2 separate regions of the Mus musculus genome follow, and region 1 is linked to region 2. A link is a contact called in public Hi-C data. All regions are on one chromosome and are shown on one strand. The core of a region is the stretch at or near the end of the contact, and the rest is flanking DNA. Distances in the headings are between cores, read along the strand shown. Region 1 overlaps St3gal1 (ST3 beta-galactoside alpha-2,3-sialyltransferase 1). Region 2 overlaps Ndrg1 (N-myc downstream regulated gene 1).

Evidence for each region. Hi-C and Micro-C count contacts between places; a contact is called where the count stands out from the background.
Region 1: a contact with region 2 is called in a Hi-C map of bone marrow-derived macrophages, with 31 read pairs. A contact is called at or near these places in 2 of 39 promoter capture datasets (the HPC-7 cell line and trophoblast stem cells), 5 of 484 Hi-C or Micro-C datasets (bone marrow-derived DN3 thymocytes, bone marrow-derived macrophages, embryonic fibroblasts and 2 more), 7 of 130 datasets of targeted methods (CD8 T cells, the NIH/3T3 cell line, double positive thymocytes and 3 more) and 3 of 9 other capture datasets (adipose tissue, liver and pancreatic islet).

Annotation. Positions count from the first base shown.
Region 1 is chr15:67,115,069-67,120,458 of GRCm38.p6, forward strand. The region is part of intron 3 of St3gal1 (ST3 beta-galactoside alpha-2,3-sialyltransferase 1); the gene reads right to left. Among named protein-coding and RNA genes, the nearest start is that of Gm31400, 52 kb to the right of the region's middle.
Region 2 is chr15:66,948,234-66,953,582 of GRCm38.p6, forward strand. Ndrg1 (N-myc downstream regulated gene 1) reads right to left here. Exons shown (of 16, transcript NM_008681.2): 4 at 146-251. Among named protein-coding and RNA genes, the nearest start is that of Ndrg1, 19 kb to the right of the region's middle.

The DNA of each region.
Region 1 (5,390 bases), core at 588-3,087, 170 kb after region 2:
CCCTTCAGACCTTGGCTGTTTCTCCCTGGAGTTGTCTGCTCTGCAGCCACTGTTGGACGTGGTGGGGAGAAAGGGTCTTACCCGTGTTAGACCCCGTGTCAGACAGGGAGGCTCCACTGAGTTTCAGCGTATCGCCCCTCTTTATAAACTTGAGCAGGTGGCTAGGCAGGAAAGAACAAAGTACCAACTGGGGCCTCAACAGCCTCTGCCCTGCCCAGAGGGGCCCAGAAACAGCTTGTTTATTATCTCTATGCTAGACATTCTTTTGATGGCAGCCTTGACTCAAGGCCCAATGACTTTTGGCCAAATCTTGTCTTTCTCATCACTGAAAAGTAGACCATCTCCAGGCCTCTGGGTTCTCGCTCACTGGCTTCATATAGCAGAACCAGAAACCAGAGAGTAAGACCCAGGGCAGCGGAATGCCTCGAACATGCTATAGAGAAGAGAGCGCCTTCTTCAAACTGCTCTCAAGCCCTGTCCTGATCAGTGGCTATTTGGTGCCACCTAGTCTTCTTATGGAAAGTGTTCAGTGGAGCCTGGCCAACAGCACCAGAGTAAAAACAGTCATAGAAGGCACACCACACAGTTCCTGTGCGTTGTGAGCCAGACTCTGAACTTCTCTGATCCTTGCTTCCTAAAACACTGTTGCTTCAGGCCAAGGTGGGAAGAATGACTGGCATAAAGGGGACCAGCACAGAGCACCGAGTGTAAATAACACCAGCCGTGGCTGTTTCTATTCCTTGAATCCCGGATGCTTCCTGTGGACAATGTACCCCAAGATGGCTGGACTGTCTCAAGGGCAAGTTTATTTAAAGGACCAAATGATACCAGGCATTAAAGAATACAAGCCAGGGACACCCTGTCTCAGTTCCTCTAGGTGGTGGCACCTGACTATTCGGTGCTTTCTGAGGCCCCGGGGAAAGTGGTCCTAACAGTGTGTGTGTGTGTGTGTGTGTGTGTGTGTGTGTGTGTGTGTGTGTGTTAGGGATCCCAGAACTAGAGATACAGCAAATAGCCAAACAGTGAGGCTGACCCAGTGAGCTAGCAGCTAGCTAGTTGACTGCCCAGGGGCTTCTCCACAGTGGTTTTACTTTCCAGTTTCCACCTGCCTGTCCCTCCGATTCCCTTCCCCCATGCTTAGGCGTACGAATGTACTGCCCTTTGGAGCCTGTGAGAGTACACCTCCCCCCCCCCCCAGGAGAGGCCCATCACCCTTATAACACTGGGCCCCAGGGTTGGATGGGGCCAACTGGTTCTTTGTACTTTGCAGTTCAGGGTCCTAGCTGCCACCTGTTAGACCTCTGATGAGTCCCGTGCACTGGGCTTTGACTAGAGCAAGTCTTTGTCGTCAGTTAGGCCTAGGGAATGTTGAGCCTACCTTTCCCAGGTGATAGGCCCTGTGTAGGTCATTCTACCTCTCTGCTGGGTTTGCTCCATAAGGCAGAACGGTCACTCTTCTTTAAGGGTCTATAGAAAGTACAAGCAGAGCCTCCTGGCATCTAACATGCATGGAAATGAGTTATCTTCATCACCAATGCACAGGTGATGGGATTGAGGCTTAGTGGGGAAGCCTTTGACTGAATCTACGCACCCAGGAACTGAACCGTGAATTTGAACTTGCTCCTCCCCTCAAATACGGTGCTTTCTCAGACTTGGAAATGAAAAGCCCAGACATCGCCCTGCCCTTCCTTTCCTGTCTCTGGCACATCTACTCTGTGCTAAGCAAGAAATTCCAGGAAGCAGATGCTGGCTCTGAAAGTTGCATCCCCTGAGCAGGATCTGGGGTTACTGTGTTCTCATACAAGGGTGTGCCTCACTTCTGCTTTAATCCCTCATTTGGAGAACCCACGGCCCAGTGAGTCAGAGCTGGAAAGCTCTTGGCTGGGGCTCGCCGGTGGAGGGGAATGCCGCTTGCTCAGGCTCCTGGGCCACTTATCACCAGCAGCTGAGGACTTCTCAGAGCATCTGCTGTTGACACTTGGTGACTAGCTTCCTCCCTGAAGATGTTGCTCAGTACAGCTGTCTGGGAAGCCTGGGAGACTGGAGATGTTGAAATCTTCCAGGTGAATTCTAGAACTTTGTGGTTAAAGTCAAAGCAAGGGGCAGCCAAGAGCTAGGGAGCTGTCTGCTTTTAAAATGGTTGAGTCCTACACAAAGGTATCACTGCTATATGCCAGCCGAGGACTTTTAGGGAGTCCTGTTTATTGCTGACCGGGACCCCCAATTGGGTCACTGTCTACCACAGTGAGGGGGTTTACCTACCCTCCTTCATACGCCCTCCCCCTCTAGTGATGCACTGCTCAGACAGCTCTGGAGTCTGTTAGTCGATGTCTGGGTTGATAGAAGAGTGAGCCGAGGCCTTCCTTCTGTCCTACCTTAGTGGTGGTGGCTGCAGGTGGCTTGACACTGCCCCGGAGGACATGCCTAAGGACTACCTTAAGGCTGAAGGTAGGTGTGTTCTGTGCTGACTTTCTGAAGCTTCCTGGTTTCAGGGTCCCAGCCAGAATGGCTTCCCTAAATGCCTGAGGTCTCACACCTCCTCGCTTTCCTCAACTTTGCAAGTGACTGGTCTCTGAGAAGCACTCGTTTTCTATCCATATTCTCAGACCGGATCCTCACTGCTTGCCTTACAGATCCCTAGGACAACTCTAACCAAGCCTGGCAGCTCCCATGCCTCTCCATTTTACCTCTACTTGGCTGGCCCATCCCAGACGGAGCTATCGCCTAACAGCCTTTGTGCGTAGTATACCCGGGTGTGATGGATCCTTTTCCTTGTCACATTGACTAGGTTTAGAATTTCCATAGAAGCACAATAAATCTTATGAATGCAGAAGGAAGTAGCTGGAGAAATGGCTCAGAGGTTAAGAGCACTGACTGCTCTTATAGAGGATCAGGGTTTGAATCCTAGATCCCACATTGGACACCATACACAGGCCCGTATGTAATCTCAGTTCTGAGGGATCTATGCCCACTTCTGACCTCTACAGGCACCTTCACATGCACACACACACACACACACACACACCACATACACACACACCCCACATACACACACATGTTTTTTTCTTTTTTTCAAAAGGATTTCTATGAAAAAGGTTCTCTAGAAAGGTTTAACTGAGCTGGGAAGACCTCTCCTGAATATAGGTGACATTATTCTGGACTGAATAAGGAGAAAGTCACCCAAGTGCCAGCATTCACTGCTCTCTGCTTCCTAACTGTGGACGCAATGTGCTCAGTCACTCCCTATCCCTCCACTGGGCTACCCATGCCAAGGTGATCTCTACCCTAGCTGGGAGCCAAAACAGAGCCCTCTAATAATGATGGTTGGAATGAAAAATGGATCATGTATTTGAATGCATGATCTTAGATAGCAGCACTGTTTGGAGAAGCTACAGAGCCGTTAGGAGGTCGACGTATGCTGGAGGAAGTACATCAGTACTCTTGTAGACGTTGCTTTTGGTCAGAGTAACCAATATACGCCCCTTCCTTCCTTAAGTTCCTTCTGCCAGACATTTTGCCATATTAGTGAGAAAAGCAACTGATACATGAAGCTCAAGCAGCCGGAGTCTCTGGGCAACTTTCTGGAACCCTGTTTTGTAGAGGAGGAAGTTAGGCCCTGAGAGGCTGACCTTCTCAAGCCACCTGGAACTGCTAGAAACATTCAGCCCCATTCAACAGAATGCAAGGTAAAGGCCTTGCATAAAGGAGCTAGCTCTGGGCCAAGGCTAGGAAGGGCCCTGTTGGTTCCTAAGTCAGTCCTTCAGTGTCATGCTGTCTTGCCTTTCCCTCGGAAACCTGCAACACTCTTCTGAACATAGTAGGCGTGGTGGTTTGAATGAGAACTTCCTCCCTAGGCTCTCGCATTTGGAGATTTGGCCCCTAGTTGGCAGCACTGTTAGATAGGCTTAGCAGATACCTCCGTGCTGGCGATGGGCTTTGAGAGCTTAAGGCTTCACCCTAATCCTAGTTCACCTTCTCTGCTTTTCGTTTGTGGCTTAAGACATAAGCCCTGTTTCTGCTCCAGTTGCTATCCCTGCCACCCGCTGCCTCTGTTCCACCATCGTGGACTTTAACTGTCTAGAGTCATAAACCCAAATAAACTTTTCTTCTATCAGTCGCCTTGGTCAGTGTTTTATCTCAGCAACAGAAGAGTAACTAACACACCTGTTTGTGTCATCATCACCAGTAGATAACGAAGCCACAGACTGGGCCAGAGCCAGGAAGTATCCTAACAGTCCCTGTGTTAAATCCACTCAGAGGGGCCAGTGCCTCCCGAGAGGCCTCTCCAAAGACTATAAGTGACCCTAAAATGGCTGACCAGTGACAGCTTAAGAAAGGCTCTTTGGAACAAATGGCTCTCCACACAGCTGAGGCTTTGTAAAGATGGGGGATGAAGGATAAGAATGAGGTTCATCTCAGCATGTAGCAGAGAAAATGGAAATAACTCACTAGGATTCTGGAGAGCTGGGTGCCCTGTGAGGTGCCTGGACCAGTGGACACTGCCTGGCCTGGGAGTATTGGGAAATGTGGACTTGAGACGAAGGCAAAGGGGGTACACTGCCAGTGTGTGAGAATCATCAGGGCTACAATGACGGACAAGGCTGGAGTGTTGGGGGGCTTGTGACACTCTAAGGAGGCTGGAGAGCAGCTTTATCTCATTTCAGGGACTGAGGAAGCCTATTTCTTCAGAGGCCTCATGCTCCATGATCCATCCAGTACACTCGTCTATCTCTTTGTAACCAAGAGGTGCTAGCAGATGGGAGAACCTGTGGCTACACTTGCAAGTCTCTTTCTGAATTCTCCTACCTGCCTCTCTTGCTGATTTCCTTGCTGGGAGGATGGGAAGGCAACAACTCCCCGGGGACAATGGCTAGCGATTCAGGACCTGGTTTAGAGACTCTATGAGAAGGCTGATTAACCAGGATTAGTGTCACATGGGGGGATGGCCAGGCTGTGTTTTCATATTCCCAGCAGAACAAAAGGAATTTAAGTCCACAAATCTTCTTATGTGGAGGGAAGGGCACTCAACTTGGAGTGTGCCGATGTGCAAACAGCACGAGAAGTGAAGAACAGGACTGAGAACCTGAGGAATCCTGTTTTCTGGGTACCCAGGTACAGGGGTCCTCAAGGGAAATGGCATCCCTGGTTTGGATGGTGTAGCAAGCATCCCTGGTTTGGATGGTGTAGCAAGCACAGCACAGGAAAGGCTGCTTAGGAACCTCCGCCCCACTGCAGCAGCCCCAGGACCTGCCAGTTGTTCCCAAGGAGCTCATGTGAGTGAGATATATCAGCCAGGCTGCTCAGAGCTAAGCTTTAAAAAGGCTGATAGGTTGCCGGGCGTGGTGGCGCATGCCTTTAATCCCAGCACTTGGGAGGCAGAGGCAGATGGA
Region 2 (5,349 bases), core at 883-3,382:
TTCCTGTCCCCAGAGCATCCAGTACTAACAGCAGAGTATGTTTCAGGTTTTCCCAGGCTGAGGCTGGAAACAAGAAGTCCCAAAAGCAGTAAGAGCAGCTGACTTCCGCCAGCCCTCCCCAAGCATTCCAGCTTCCCAAACTCACGGTTCATGCCGATGTCGTGATACGTGAGGATGACAGGACGGTTGCCCTTGGGGGTCCCACACAGGGTGACATGCAGGGAGCCATGTAGGGTCTCAATATCCTGCTCCTGAGGAGAGACCACAGACAGAGGCCCATCACCTGGGATTCACAGTTTTAGGGTGGCTGACCCACTGACTATGGACACATGCCATGCTCCCAACTGTGTTCTGAGGATACCCCAAGTACACACCTCCTATGGTCTCTAGAGCTCTGCACTGGCAACAGCAGATGTCTGAGATCAGAAGAGAAAGGGAAGGAAAGGAAAAGAAAGAGAAGGGAAGGGAAGGGAAGGGAAGGGAAGGGAAGGGAAGGGAAGGGAAGGGGAGGGGAGGGGAGGGAAGAGGAGGGAAGGGGAGGGGAGGGGAGGGAAGGGGAGATAATGAAAGGGAAGGGGAGAGGAGGGGAGAGGAGGAGAGAGCAAGGGAAGGGAAGGGAAGGGAAGGGAAGGGAAGGGAAGGGAAGGGAAGGGAAGGGAAGGGAAGGGAAGGGAAGGGAAGGGAAGGGGAATGTGAAGTGGGAGGGGGAGGAGAAGGGGGGAGAAAGAGGAAAGAAAAGGAAGGGAGAGGGGAAGAAGAAGGAGAGAAGAGGGGAAGGGAAAATGAAAAGGTAAGGAGAGCAAAGCTGTATCAGGAGGTAGAAGACAGGACCCTGGCAGGTTATGCGCTACAATCCAGAGACAGGTGGCCCCAGTCACATTGCCTGAAAAGTACTCTGTTGTCTGCATCTGGCTTGAGTTTCCTTGACTTCTTGTTCCTGTGTCTCACTTATCCCATGGATAATAGGTATTTGCTCTTTGAGGCTTCCTAGAAGTCACTCCCCATTTCAAAGAACAACCTCAGTTTCCTGTGGCAAAGCACAATGCAATGGGTGGGTTGAATAAAAATGGCTCCCACAGGCTCATATATTTGAATGCTTAGTCAGCAGAGAAGGGAGCTCTGATAGGGTTAGAATTAAGATTGTTGGAAGAAGTACATCACTGTGGGTGGGCTTTGAGGTTTTCAGAAGCCCATACATGGCCCAGTGTTCACCTTTCCTTCTCCCCTCCCCACCTCAGCCATGGGTCAAGATATAGATTTCAGCTACTGCTCCACCACCATTTGTGCTGCCATGCTCCTTGCCAGGATATAACTGAAATTGTTAACAAGCTGCAATTACATGTGTTTTTTTTTCCTAAATAGTTACCTTTGTAATGGTGTCTCTTCACAAAATAGAAGAGCTACTAAGACATATATACATACATACATACATACATACATACATACATACATACACACACACACAAACACCAGCTCCCTTGACACACTCTGTTTCACAGACTGAGGCCAATTCTCACATTGCACCTCTCAAATGCCAGGCACTGTTAGGTGATACCAAGTGGAGCTAACCTGACTCACTGTGGAAGTGGGGCTGGGCTTGACCTAGCAATGTTTAACTAGCAGCCAATAGGCAAATATTTGCCTGCATTAAACCATCATCCTGGGGTTGATAAAGACAGAAAGGAGGCATTAGTCTCAGCATGGCCTCTACTTCCTGGGACTGTCAGTGTAATGGGCCAACAACTTCCCATTCTGGATTGAGCAGAGAACCTGCAACGATCCCCCTAAATTCCTTCTCTCTCCTGCTCTACTCTGAAGCCAGTTCTTAGCAATCCACAGCACCCCCACACCCCCCATGCTCACTTGAGAGAACAAGGAATATGTCTCTTTCTTCTACCCTCAAAAAGACAGGCTTCACCTTCGTTCCGAGTCCTCAGCTCCCAGAAGGCTCATTTACCCTGCCCGATGTCAAATGAACCTCCCATGAAGCCGGTTGTGAACATCTATGACCCTCTGTGACCCTGCCTTTGGCCCTTGGTGCCTGTCCTCTTTGCTGTCACTCTAGGCTTCTGAGGAAGCATGTCCCAGGAGCAATTTCCTCGTCTGAAAGCAACAGCTTCCTCCTCTGCTGTGGTTGGCTCTTGGCTGCCCTCCCGAGGTCTGCTGGGGACACTGAGGACTTCCGTGTAGCTGGGCCATTTCTCTCCAGATCCTTCATCTCTTGCAAAAGCCCTAAAGGGCTGTGTGACACCTCCAAGCTACAACTGGTGGTCAGAATCATGCAGGTGACACAGGCACAGAAAATTTCAGGTGCCAAAAACATCCTTCCAGAATCTAGGACCCATGTGTCTCATGAGGTAGGAGAGGCAGCACCCATAGTCTAATGTGAGAGAAGAATAGATAGGGAGGGCCACCCACTCAGGAGCTGTGTTCTGGAAAAGTCACCCTAACCTGTCACATGAACAGCCTCCATCCTACAAGACTTGGGGTGGTCAGAATAAGGCTGTAAAGCCCATGAGGACAGGGATTCCCCAACTGGGGCACAACTGCAGCACAGACAGCCATTCGTACACATACAACAGTGCACATGGGTGTACTTGCATACCAGTCCTCATGCGTGTAACAAAAATGGCAGAACACATGTTTGTAGCAGTCGAGCAGGTGGGAATTAATTACAGCAATGCACATGGATGTACAAGCACAGCAGTAAACATGGATGTACGAATAACAGATCTCCTGGAATAGCAGTGCTCATAGATAATACTGGTAACATGATACACATAAATAGAATACCACAACACTGCATGCACATGGACATGGATATACTAGTCTTAAATAGAACAGTACACACTGATGTCCTAGTGAATAGTACCCACAAATGTCTGTATGTGCACAGAAGTGCACATGGATGTACTAGTATAGCACACCCGGATAAAAGAACGCACATAGATTCACTAGTACAAAACACAAGGGATGAACCCTCCTTCCAGGGTCCCACCTTTAAAGTATAGTCTCTGAATGCTATATTTTCTTTTCTGCTGTGTGCATATACTGGGGTTGGAACCCAGGGCCTCACACCTACTAACTAGACAAATGTTCTACCACTGTGCTACATGCCTAGTCCCCAGTGTGGCATCTCACCAAGACCTTACCCTAGGTGTTTGTGGTTGTGCACATTTATAATCCTAGCACCGAGGAAAGTAAGACAGCAGCAAGATGGAGAGTTTGAGGACAGCCTGGGCTATATACTGTCTCAAACACATGTGAGCGCATAAACTCATAACCTGGCTCGGTTCCAACCAGGACAGAGAGATACAGGGGGTCCTATCCCTGAAGACTTCTGAAGCAAGCAAGCCAGAGCCCTCCTCACTCTCTGGAATATGGATTTGAACCTGTGGTAGTGTCCATGAGGTAGTGATGATACAGCATTCATAGGCCCATTGGCATGGGTGCAGGCAGGCACAGACAGACACCAGAGGACACAGTCAATCGTAGGTAGGCACTGGCAAGCACAGGCACGAATACCCAGCTTCTTGAACCCCCAGTACAGGGGGTCTCCTGAACCATATGCCTTATTGGTCCTCAAAATAAGTCCCCTGGGACACAAAGCCCAGCCCTGTCTCCCTTGCCCCGCCCCTTCCCTTCAGGCTTGGCACCTCTCTCCTACACAGAGCAAGCACTGGAAAAATCCATAAGACAGGAGCAATAGCCCAGCCCCGTGGGACGCGGGTCATCTGCTGTCCCTGAAGCCACCATGGGAACAATGGTCTATTGTGGGGCTACATTCTTTATTGTCTTGGGGCTAACCCACATGGCTCCATCTAAAAATAGGTCAGGCCAGCCTCCCTGTGGATACTACCCTTCAAATCCTTGTCCTACTACATACGCCTTCTGGGGTCATCTCTAAAAAGGGAGAGCATATCTCCAACCTAGGAGCCTGATCAGCAGTGATGGCGAGAAGAGTGAAAATATAGCCATACTGAAGGAACCCTTAGTACCCACTAGCACTCAGACCAGCTTTTGGGGGAGGGGAGGGAAGATGCATAACTAACTGACTTTTCTGCTGTGACAAAATCTCTGACAAAAGGAGTTTAGGGAGGAATAGGTTTATTTCAGCCTACGAGTCCATTTTACAGTCCGTCATTGAAGGAAGTCAAGGCAGAAACGTGAAGGCAGGCCCTTTTTGCTATTCCTCACAAGGCTATCCTCAGCTAAGGAACTTAGCTCACAGTCAAAGTATGGTGGAAAACCCAGAGGATGCTGCTTGCCTGCTGGCAGGCAGGTTTGCACTTCGCTAGCTTTCTTATACAGTTCCCGAATCTGCCTAGGGAATAGTGCTACCCACTGTGCTCTGGACTCTCTCACATCAATTAATAATCATGACAAATTCCCCAACGACATGCTCATAGGGCAATATGGTCCAGGCAACGACATGCTCTACCCAGATAATTCTGAGTCGTGGCAGGTTGACAGTTAATGCCAACCAGAACAGGAATAAATAAAGGCAAGCTTGCCTCTCCTCAGGCTGCTACCACAGCTAAGACCTAGAAGTGCCTTTCAAACAACTACCTCTCTCCCTGTTGGTTGTTATGGCAACTGTTGGAGATGTGATTACTGTGGAGACAGAATGGCTTAAGTCCCTGGCTGGATAATCTAGGGCTCTAGAGACCAGCTGCTACACCCACCATAATCTCACCCTTCCCTGGAGGCCCTGGGCAGATAGATGCTAGAGGATGTTACTCTCCAAGACTCTAGGGCAGCTAGTGGCATGGACCACCCCTTTTCCAGGCCAGCAAGTCACACCACAGGAGATACTGAGGGATGAGACTACAATGTCCTAAGGGACCACCACCCTTTGTGTTACCATCCCACCAAAGCAGAGATGAGAAGCTACAGGTCACAGCCTGTTGTTGTGGCTTTGTGTCAGCCCTGGTCATAAAAAACACCTAGGGTCATATTCTCCAAGGAAGCCAGACAGGGGAAGAATGTTCCTCAGACAAGGAAAAGAAAAAAGGAGTGACCAATCTACCCCAAATCCAGTGGAGAAACACCGTGGTCTGTGCATAGGGTCAAGGTACATGGATGGAAGGCTGGCCATGGCCTTCATGGTACTGATACTCCCTGGCCCCCCTGCATATGTTTCACAGATTAGAACTAAGCCTTGAGAAAGAAAAGCATGCAACTTTTTCTGTTGCCAGATGAAGGTCTACCTGGGAGAGTCTGACAGATCTTGGCCTGGGGCAGACGTCTGCCCCAACTCCAAGCCTCAGCCTAGATGGCTTTCCTTTACTGTTCCAGGGATGTTGCTAGGAAACACCAGAGCAGGCAGCTGGCATGTCACATGCCCCA